Linked DNA regions of Gossypium hirsutum: regions 1 and 2 are each linked to region 3. The links are chromatin contacts, called in public Hi-C maps. All regions are on one chromosome and are shown on one strand. The core of a region is the stretch at or near the end of the contact, and the rest is flanking DNA. Distances in the headings are between cores, read along the strand shown.

The links. A called contact is a pair of places that touch in the nucleus more often than the background predicts.
Region 1: a contact with region 3 is called in a Hi-C map of leaf, with 3 times the contacts expected there. The contact joins the promoter of LOC107949770 here to the promoter of LOC107949766 in region 3. A contact is called at or near these places in 4 of 34 Hi-C or Micro-C datasets (all in leaf).
Region 2: a contact with region 3 is called in a Hi-C map of leaf, with 2.6 times the contacts expected there. The contact joins the promoter of LOC107949761 here to the promoter of LOC107949766 in region 3. A contact is called at or near these places in 4 of 34 Hi-C or Micro-C datasets (anther, hypocotyl, leaf and 1 more).

What each region holds. Positions count from the first base shown.
Region 1 is chrD03:39,510,770-39,514,684 of Gossypium_hirsutum_v2.1, reverse strand. It overlaps LOC107949770 (ADP,ATP carrier protein ER-ANT1), which reads right to left and starts at 2,405. Exons shown (of 4, transcript XM_016884523.2): 1 at 2,249-2,405; 2 at 1,745-2,031; 3 at 248-598. The coding sequence starts at 2,011.
Region 2 is chrD03:39,819,986-39,823,616 of Gossypium_hirsutum_v2.1, reverse strand. It overlaps LOC107949761 (WD repeat and HMG-box DNA-binding protein 1), which reads right to left and starts at 1,951. Exons shown (of 12, transcript XM_016884512.2): 1 at 1,526-1,951; 2 at 167-1,272. The coding sequence starts at 1,799.
Region 3 is chrD03:39,643,679-39,647,515 of Gossypium_hirsutum_v2.1, reverse strand. It overlaps LOC107949766 (rhamnogalacturonan I rhamnosyltransferase 1), which reads right to left and starts at 2,237. Exons shown (of 9, transcript XM_016884516.2): 1 at 2,164-2,237; 2 at 1,342-2,087; 3 at 741-808; 4 at 462-550; 5 at 143-308. The coding sequence starts at 1,525.

The DNA of each region.
Region 1 (3,915 bases), core at 1,156-3,655, 130 kb after region 3:
CTTATTATATGATCATGACTGGTTAAATTTCAAACAGCAACGACAAATAACTATATCCTGCGCCCTGAGGCACCAAGATGCATATTAAGAAGATTTGAGATCATAGTCCATAATTGTGTATCCAATCATCTAAAGTTTTTCCACATATGATCGGGCTATGTTTACTAACATAAACATTTACCATCTACAAAGCTAAATAGGAGCAATTGTGAGAATACAGTTCTACAAGAGAGGATTAGATGCTCACCTCGAGAGGCCCCACTAAAAGTATAGGCTTCATCGTGTCATAGATCCCAAAGTACAAGCCACGGTACAAAGTAATCCCCATGATTGAAGCCCCGAATCCTCGATATAGGCCCACAACGCCATCAGTTGATAAAGTTTCACGGTATACATCTAGTAGCCCTTTGAACTGGCGTTGACCATCAGTACCAAGTCTAGTACGCACATAATCCAAATGATACAAAAACAAGGATGTAGTTGCTCCAGCAGCACTCCCTGAAGCCACATTTCCAGCAAACCACATCGCATAACCATCCTTCTCTTTCGAGCGCCCAAAAATGCTTTTGAAGTAACCTTTAAATGCAAAGTTGAAAGCCTATGGATAATCGAACATCTGTTAAGTAACAAAATTAGGCAGGACATATACTTGCAAAGGTAAAATGTAAAAATAAGTAAATAAAGATGTTTCATGCTAGCAGAAAAAGATTTCAAAACATCCCAGTACAGATATATCAAATCTGGGACAAAAGCTTAACTTGTTCCATAAACAGCAAGCCCCAAAGCTACCATATAGCTAAGGATTGGTAAGGAAGATAAAAAGGAGCCTTGCTCAAATTACCCAAGTTTGATTTACTATTTCTTAGGTTGAGGAAACTAAAACTTCTCTACTAAAAATTTAACCCGTTTTCTTTCTTCCATTTAGTTCTTGTCTATGTCTTGAACTAATATGAAAATGAAGATAAAGTCTCTCTGTAATAACTGAAGGAGAAGTTCTTTTGTCCGCAACCTTCGTACCTTAGCAGGTAAAGAGATTTTCCTTTAACCTCAGTTTGTCTCTTCCATGCCAACGACAAGAAAATCGAGTAGTTGGTGTAGGTACATCAGGAAGATCTTAATCGATAAAATTCATCAGTTGTGATGTCTAATCACTAATACTAACCAAGTACATACCAACTACAACATGCCAACATTAAGTTTTCTGTCCTTAGAACCTCATCGAACATGCATTACAGGGATAGATCTCAAAGGCAATTCATCTATGAATAGCATATAGTACCTTCCCCACAAACAAACGATTGCCATAGTCATAGAAGATTAAAGCATAGGAAAACCTAAAACTCATGACATAACACCACTCAATTAGTGGACCTTTTAAATAGAACAGCATAATGATTATCCATACATTAATGGTTCTATATTGGCATCTTTCAGTAGTTGTACAGATTAATCTGAAGCAGCAAGCACAAATCAACGAAAGCTCATAAAGTAGTTTTTAACACTGATTCTTGCAATTGTCCATAAACGACTTCATCAATTAAAAAAGAAATACCATGTCATTTAAATACCCTAATCTGTCAAATTCAGGCATTACCTAGTTCTTCAACATTATTATTCAAGTACATGATCAAAATTAAGGACCAATAAAATGGAAGCATACAATCCAGCAATGAGAAACAGAACAATTTCTTTATAAGTTTCCTAGTGTGAACAATCAGCAAAATAGAAAGTCATAAGTTTCAACCTGAGTAGGAAAATATCTGATGACATTGGCTTGGTTACCCCTCCAGAAAGAGAAAAGACCTTCCTCCTTCAAAACCCTTTTAAAGCAATCACCAACACCATTATAAGGTTTCTGAAGGCTTCCCCTTTTTATCATCTCCCCTTGATTTTGCAACAATAGCTTCACTCTTTCAATGGGGGCTGCTGCGCTCTTTGACATTATAGCAGCCATTCCAGCCATCACAAAATCCATTGAGAATTTCTCAGATTTATTCTTACCCATTTCCATCTTTTCTCTTGGATATCTTTCTACAAATGCCAATACAATAAACCCAGAAAGAAAACCCATAAATTTCCATTGAACAAATCAACTAACCAGGAAAAAAGGGAAACACCCAGATTAATTAACCATAAAAAAGAGAGTGTAAAACTGAGTAATATGAATGGGAGTATGGAAATTCAAAAGAATAGAATTAATAGAGAAAAGGAAAACGTGAGGAAAGAGAGGGATTGAAAGGGGAATTACCAGAGCGAGGGGAGGAAGGGAAGGAAGCTGAGAAACGAAGACACAGATTCCTTTAGGATTCCTTGGAGTTCACAGAATTTGAGAGGCTGCCACCGGTTGTTCTAATCTATTAAATTAGTGGAAATAAAATGGGAAATCGCGATGGCTTACGTAACATTTATTACAATTTGCAAATAAGTCCTTAGGCTACTATGCTTAGGGTTAGGTTTTTTGGGGCTTGAGACCTGATGTTCGGACCACATGGGTCCAGCTAAGTTGGAAATTGAATCAAGTTGAACCCGTTTTGGTAGCAAATTCATTCAGAGAAATTTTTATTTTAATTTATAAGACTCAAACTTACTTTTAAGGGTTTTAGAGTTCTTTATCATTGAACCCTGTTAAAAAGATTAATGATTAATAGCTGTGAGTTGCAAATTGGTTATTGAAGTTATTTTTTGTTACTTTGTTAATTGTAGCGTTAGGTTATTGAAGTTTATTATTCGCTGGTTCAATGTTGTAACACGTTGGTTCTTTGGACAGTTGAGCATTGGTTCTTAAATGAAAAAAACTCTCTTTCGGCTTTCTAACTAAAGCCTTCATTGTTGTTTCTTCTTCTCCAAACCCATTATTTTCTTTCTTATTTTCATTGAATAGTTTTGTTGGTAAATTCTTAAGGTAACTCCAATTCAACATATATCGAATCGTGGTTCTTACCTGTAGATCAAGAAGGCAGTGCGTTCTTAAGAAATTGCTACTTTGCCTTCAATCTCACATCCAATTGATACTTTAGATTCAGTATTAGATTCACGTACTACCACAAAGTTTCGTCATCCTTTCACATATAAAAGGGTGAATATTAGGCTTAAGGAATTTCTTGATGGCTTTACGATGATTCCAACAATCAGTGTTCAATAAGGAAGTCAGGTCCAAAATAAAGTACATGCTATGTATGTTCAACAAGATTGTGCTCTTGTCTCTTGGTTGCTTTCACAATAAGTTTACATATGTAACGCCCTTCACTCGGTCCGATCGCCAGACCCGAGTTACGAAATGTTATAACACAAAACATTACAAATACATATGTTTAAGAACAAACTCAAACCAAAATTAAGTCATAATAATCATTTGGTACAATTTAAAACCTCTTCTGAGTCTTATAGAGCTGACGAAAGCTCTAAAGTTGACCCGGGATCAAACAAGGATCAATTAGAATCTTTTTCAAAAAAGAAAGGCAATTATGTAAAATAGAGGCCACACGGCCATGTGTCAAAACCATATAACTCTATGAAGTCATGTGGTGAAAATCTCCAATTTTTAATTTCAAAAGTCACAAGACCGTATAACAAACTGAGACCGTGTGGATTAAATTTTATTATTTCTACAATACTCACACGGCCGTTTGGCTGGCCCGTGTGACAATTAGGAATCTGTGGTTCCAAAAACATTTTCCTACCGCTGATCACACGGCTATGTCATGAGCCCGTGTAGAACAAAAATAGGTCATTTGGTGCTTGTTTCAAAACCAACTATTAAAAGTGACCTCAAAATTGCATTTTAGCAAACATAAACCTACTCAAAACATGCAAATTCCATGCTAAAACATAACTTATAATCACCTAATCAATTCACAAAACCAATATGTCACATTTGGCACCAACTCACAACAAATGCACATAAATCTTTCCAAA
Region 2 (3,631 bases), core at 702-3,201, 180 kb before region 3:
ATAACGATGAAAAAACATGCTTTTATTTTTATGCTTGTAAACCTGATTTTTAGTAAAATCACAAAATTTATGCCTAATCACCTATCCTCAAACCACTTATTGCACAAAAGAAAAAAAAAAGGTCATTAGGAAGTAAAGGATTGAACGAAACATACAACATTAGTACCTCTATATGGGAATATTCATCATGTTTGATTGTAGTTATACTTCCAAGCATATTGTAGCACAAGAAATGCCTTTTTCCAGGTTGCGGTGGTGTTGAACCTGGCTGAAAAGCCTCCTGCATTTTTGGTCTAAATGCCGTCATGGCTTTTAATGCATCTTTTTCTTTATCTGAATTTTCCTTGTTAACACGAGGCACTTTTCTCTGAGGTTCAGTTTTCCGAACCAAGTTTAACTCATCATAAACATCTTCGTGCTGATCATCATCGATTACAGACTGCTTCCGCAATCTTTTTCTGCTAGGAGGCTCAGACTCACCATGGCTATCCTCACCAAGATCACTTAAACTACCTGACATGCTGAGGTCCTGATCCTCCTCATCAAAAAACAGGAGGCCATTACTGTTCCGTGTCTGAGAAATCGGAATGTCTTCAGTAGGAGACTTCATTGAGGATGGAACAACTGATTCCCACACTCCATACTTTCCCATGACATCAATGACAGCCAGAGCATTTCCAATTGGCTTCCATGCCATACAACATATTCTCTCATCAAATTTCTGCCTGTCAATATCCTGCTTCCTCTTGACATCCCAGATCAAAACTTGCTTATCCAAGCTAGAAGTGGCCATGTATCTCCCATTAGGTGACCACGACATGAAACATATTGGCTGCGTGTGATCGCCTCTCAAAGTAAACAACTTTTCAGCCGTATCCCTATCATACATCACTATGTCATTTTTCATACCCGGGACTGCTAAAGTCTCCCCATCAGGACTCCAGCTAAGTACATTTAAAACCGAAGTATCCGAACCAGTATCTGGAGCTACACCGTTGAGGGTATATAATGTTCTTCCAGATTGAAGTTCCCAATATATGACAGTCCCAATTGAATCAATTGATGCCAAGTATTCACCATTAGGATCGAAAGCTAAGCCTGTGACAGGCCCTCTATGCCCTTTAAGAACCCTAGCGATTGAGCCATCAATTGTATTAATAAGTTTAATGCCCTCATCATCACCAGCTGCTGCCAGCATACTCCCTGATTTATTAAAAGAAAGTGCACGAATAGGCAGCGTGAACCTGGTAATATTAGTCTCAAACTCCCCACCTAAAAAAAAGAACCATTAGACCTTGTTCTTCATGTTTTCATTAAATTGCAGCAAGAAAATGAAGTAGAAATGGGAAAGAATAAAGAGCGTTATATTAAATTGCAGTATTTCAAGTTTCTCACATGTTATCAACGAAAATTTACAGATTAAATCGAATATTTCGTAATTCTAACAAATACCCAGATAAGAGAGAGAGAGAGAGAGAGAGAGAGAACCAAAAAAAATGCTGAACATCACAAAAAAAAAGACTACCTGGGAATTTATAGAGCTTAACAGAATGATCAATAGATCCGGAAGCAAGACAGGTAGAATTGGGACTGATTGCCAAGGCAGTGACCCCATCTCGGTGGTGGCGAAGAACCCGAGGCGGACTCGAATGAAGAAGAGGATAGTGAATAGAGATAGAGGGCTGAGATGATGACGCAGTGACCAAGTGGTGGGCTTGGAGATCCCACAAGATGGAGCAGAAAGAAGCATTGGAACTTACCTCGTGGGCTTCCCTTAGCTTCACTGATTTGATTTTCATCGCGTAGGCTTTAGGGCGGTGCTGGAAATGGAGAGATATTTGGTGTGTGTTTTAAGTCTTTTACCTAGCTTTAGGTGGGTGCTTTAGTTTACAGTGAACTCATGTGGGTATGGTTTTTGGCGGGAAATGAAGCCATGAATTTTGGGTTTCGCGGGTAGGAAAGGAAACTTGGAGGGAAATAATTCAGTTAAAAGGAAACGATTTGCTTTCAGTTCAGGCATCGGCCTGCCAGGCTGTCGTATGGTTCCATGGCCCATGGACCTTACTTTGCATTGGATTCTAGCAAATATGACACCCTTAACCCAACATGGAATATTTCATCCTGTTAGACAATTAATTGATTGTTGATTATAGTGGCTAATTTGATTATTTGATTCTATTAACGGTTATTTTAAAATATTTGATAAAATTTAACTGAAAGTTTATATATGTACAATTACAAATAAGAGCATGTCACATTTTATTGTTAAGTATTTATTTATTTATAATACTTTAGTTTTTATTAGGTGAAATTATTGAAATAAAACACTATTACTAAAGAATTAAAACATCTATTATGGAAATTAATTTGTGAATATTTTTTAGATTTACTTTGGACTTTGGAGGTGAAAGTGAAAATGAGAGAATGGAGGTTACTGATAGAGGTGATCATGGGTTGGGCTACCCTGCCTGGCCTGACGGCCTGCCTGAAAAATAGGAGGGCTTGGGTAAAAATATAAGCTCGAAATATGGGTTTGGGCAATAAAATGAGGCCCGTTTAGAAAACGGGCCTGGCCTCGAGTAAAATTTTTTTGGCCTGGGCCCGGCCTGGTCCGGCCCGAATTATATATTAAATATATATATTTATTTTTAATCAAATATACTTTTTAATCAAATATATATTAAATATATACTTTTTGGTGTTGTAAAATTTAATATGGGCCGGGTTGGGCTCGGGCTTAGTAATTTTCTTTCACGCCGAGCTTGGAACAATTTTTATGCTCATATTTCGGATCGAGTCGGGCCTGGGCCTAGAAAATAGGCCTAAAATTTTGTTTGGGCCTAGCCCAGCCCGACCCATGATCACCTCTAGTTACTGATATCTTGGCACCCCTATTAGATTTAAGAGCATGTAGCAAATAGAGTAATTTTTTAGCAAGCACGATTAGATATGTCAAGTTATCCATTCCAGCGTTTTTTATTTTGGAGGTTTTAGCTCAACAAGCTCTTGCAATCCTCCATTCACCAAACACTACAATTAGAGAGTTTGACTACTCAATTATCCATTTGTGCCCAAATCAACGAAAAAATGTGAAAAACTCTACTTACCAAATTCAAAAGTATTTGTTAACGAGTAACTCAAACTTGCTTAGAATAATTCATATTATCTTTTTCTCTAAAACATTAAGAATTATGCTTTTTTATTATTTTAACCTTTCATGATTTTACATATTTTTTATTTTATTAAAATTTTAAAAATAATTAATTTAACATACTTTTTAATATTTACATTAATATAATAAATTTAATCTTTATATAATATATAAAAATACAAATAAAAGTGATGTAATATCACATTAGAGAATAGATTAGGTTGGGGCATTAAACGATGCTACCAAAGCATAGACTAATTTTTAGAGGGATAATGATAAATCTAATTCTTGAACTTTACAATTTTTGTCAAGTTATCCTTTTTTTTTTAAGTTAAATTTAGCACTCAACTTTTTACAAAGAGTTTAATTTGACCATCAACTTTTTAAAAAGAGTCAAATTGTTGTTGTTTAATACAATAGTGACTAAACTGTTAAAATTCTAAACCTAACAGCCTACATATCAACCCATGTGTGTACTTC
Region 3 (3,837 bases), core at 988-3,487:
ATACTACTTTAAGATGAGTCTTGGAGGAAGGAAAAGAACCGAGGAAGCATAAAAAACATTTTAAAAAATGAAGAATGAACCAAGCTAAATTATAGTAAAACCTAAATAGGTCTAGGTCGAAAGGTAATGACAAGGAATTAACCTGGTTATGGTAGTAGGATATATCCGACCAACTAATTGGTGGCATAGAATACACCATCCCTATTTCTACTCTCCTCTTAAGCCTAGGAGGCAACTCCTTCAATATACGGACCTCATCTCTCAATGACATAATGAAATGATCCACATCAAATATATCTTGAAATTCACTGCCATAAAAGGTAAATGCATATTTAGAGATAAGTGGGAAAAATAAACTCAGTTGAAAACTACCAGTAATATATTTTAAACATCCTTTCCAAATCCATACATGCACAATATCTAATGGCTTCAATCATATGAGCAAAGCTTATTTAACACACCTGGGATCTGACCAGAAAGATGTTTTATCCAGCTCCGGGACTATAAGTGTGACATTCAAATATCTTGCAATGGTAACCATGTCACAAATCTGTTAAGCAAACCCCCCCCCCCAAAAAAAAAAAAGAAAAGAAAAGAATACAGCATCAGTTTCCGTATAGATTTGAAGTAAAAACAACCCATTAGCATACACAATCTAGAAAAATGTTGAAAAGAAATAAAAAAGAAAGAAAAGGAATGGAACAAGAAATGCGTTTAGAGTTCTTTGCTAAAGCACTCACTGCTGCTCGCATTTGATTGAGACCTCCATTGCAAGAAACCATCAAGTAACCATTGTTCTTATATACCCCTATAGTAACAACAAAACATCATATCAATTTCGAGTTTAAAATTCCATAACCAGAACATATATAGCAAGTCGCCACCGATCCCTAAAACTGAAATGGAAAGAAAATGGAAGCAAAAGTAACAATATATTAAAATAAAAGCACATATATGAAAAATTCAAGAGATAAACGATCTCAAATTTCAAACAAACATATGCCACAACAAGAAAAGGATAGAATTCCACAAAACTAAGACATAAGATACGAACATTGGAACCATTAAATTGATACAAGTTCAATCCGTATGACTATATAAAAGGAAAGCTTCAATGAAAGCGCATAGAAATCCCCAAGAAATCTATCATTTTCTTCTCCTCAAATAGGAATGCGGATAAGGATAAAAAGGATAAACCCATTCCTTCTTTTCCATTAAAGACTAGCTCAAAATTTTTCTCCGATTTAACCCCAAAAAAGGCCTAATAAAGAATAACTACATCAAAATCAGCAGAAATTTCAGTAAAAAAAAAAGAACAAAAAAAAAGGTGGAAAATCTTACTTTTGGGAGGAAGAACACGGGCAGGAACGGAGGGAACCTTATCTTCAACAACGGAAACGGAAGAATCCTGGTAAGAAAAACAGGAAGGCCAACCTTTAAGGAGATGTGGACCCCAAGTATCCCCCAAGGCCGTTAATTGTACGATGCAAGTCCAAAGCAACACCGATGTGGTGGCGCGTATCATCCACAGCTTCGTTCTCGAGCTCTTCAACTTCTCAACTCTCTCCCCTCCGCCGCCACCTCCCCTTTCGTTGCCCCCATTCTTATCCCTCTCATTTTCCCTTTCCCCTTCCCTTCAATACTGCACATTTCCAGCAATAACCCCGATTTCCACCCTCCTCATCTCCCCCCCCCCGATACGCCACCGTCTTCTTCCTGTCAGATTCGATCAATGTAGGTCGATTTTCAGAAAATCTGCATCTAATTTAACAAAAACCTTTTCCTTTCTTTTCTTTCTATTTTCCGAAAATTTTCGAGATCCGTTAACTTCCAAAACAACATCAACAACAACAAAATAATTCAAAATCAATCAAAGAGATCCAAATTTTTTCCTCCTCTTCCCAAATGAAACTCTTAACAACTCAACCAATTCCAATCGAATATTAAACAGTATTTTCCCGAAACAAAAAAAAATCCTTCTCTTCCTCGGCGATCTAATCACTTTTCCGGCGAAAATTGTCGTGGAATGGCCGTTGAAACCCCTGCCTGTCTTCAAGTATAAGCGAATCGAGAAAATATAGAGAAATCTGTATAGAGAAAGAAGAATAAAATTAGAAATGAGAATATAGTGCAGATTACAATGCGATCGAGAGAGAGAAAAACCGGGATGTGAGCCGTACACCGTTGGGCTTGGGGTACACTTTTTTAACCATAGTTTTCTTGAATCTAAAAGGATTTGTTGACTAGTGTTAGTTGTCGACCACAGTCCATGGTTAACTCCTTTTTAACCAATAAATACCTGCCACCTCAGTTTATGTCTGAATGGGCCCAACATTTACCCTACGTGGCTGCTTTCAACTGCGTTTGTAAAAACTACAGGTGTCCACGTCTCAGGAATTGGAGTTCATCCGTCGCCGTTAGATTTGTAATGGGCATTAAAACAGCTGCCGATACGCCGACAATATATCGCGAGAATTTCTATAGGTGCGAATATACCGCGACAATTATCCAATTTGTTCAAAGATTTCTTTAAAAAAAGTAATTCATTTAATTAATATTTTCAGCATTTAATTCTTTTTCCGTGAAACAAAATAATAAGAAATTTTGTTTGTAATTAACAGAATTGTGTATCAAAGCAAAAGGACCAAAAAAGTAATTATATTGACGCTATGTATTAGTATTTCAATAAATAAAGACTCGAATTATCCTTTTCAAAATAATCAAACACCAACTATTATTTATTTAGTAAAGATAATATTACAAATGAGGGTGTAATCATGTATAAAACATCACTGTCTTTTCTTACATTTTATTTTTATTTAGATACATTCACACATAATTTTGATTAATTTACTTATAAATGTCCATTTTTAAGTATATTTATAAAAATGGGTCAATTTTTGCATTATTTATCGAAAAAGGTCAATTTTGACAAAACGCATTCACGTAGGAGCATTTTAGGGTGAAATTTAGCAAAACGCGCCCCTGGGAAAGGGATTTTACTATGTTAGCACAAAACGCGCTGACGTGGATGCGCTTTGTTGACATGGCAAAATCGCTCCCTCAAGTGCGCGTTTTGCTCTGTGTTTTTTTCCCCAATAGCTATTTTATTTTTTGACATTGAGAGGTCCAACAGTAAAAAAAAAGAGTATAAAAACCCCCTCTCCTATTATTTCACACAATATTTCTTCAAATTTTGACAAAAAACTCTCAAACCTCTCCCTAAATTTCTCAAAACTCTCAAATTTCTCCTTAAATTTCTCAAAGCTCTCTTTAATTAATTATTTCCTTTTAATTTTTTTCTAAATTAGTATTATTTTTTATAATTTCAAAAATATTTGATCGTGTTAGCAATGGACGGGGAATTAATTCGTCTCGATCATAAACATATCTTCGTCGAACAAATGAAAATGGTAAGGGTTAATTTTAATTTTTTAATATTTTTTAATATTTTTTCATTTATGTAATTTTAATTAATTTGTATTTTATAATTTTTTATAACAATCTGTAGATATGGTGTTACAATGTTATATTCGTAATATGTCTGGTCCTCCATCACCGTTGATAGAAAATTACTTGAAGGGAGCGAGTTTTTGGCACGTGGCCACTATAGGCCGGGGATGCAAGTTGGACCAGCAACTCATCAGCGTGTTAATAGAGAGGTATAGACCTGAGACGCACACATTCCATCTTCCATGCGGAGAGTGTACTATTACTTTGGAGGACATGCAGTTACAATTAGGATTGCCGGTGGATGGTTCTGTACTCACCGGGTTCGTTCAATCTACTGATTGGGGAGCCATATGTTACGATCTTTTTTATGTGATTCCAGATAAT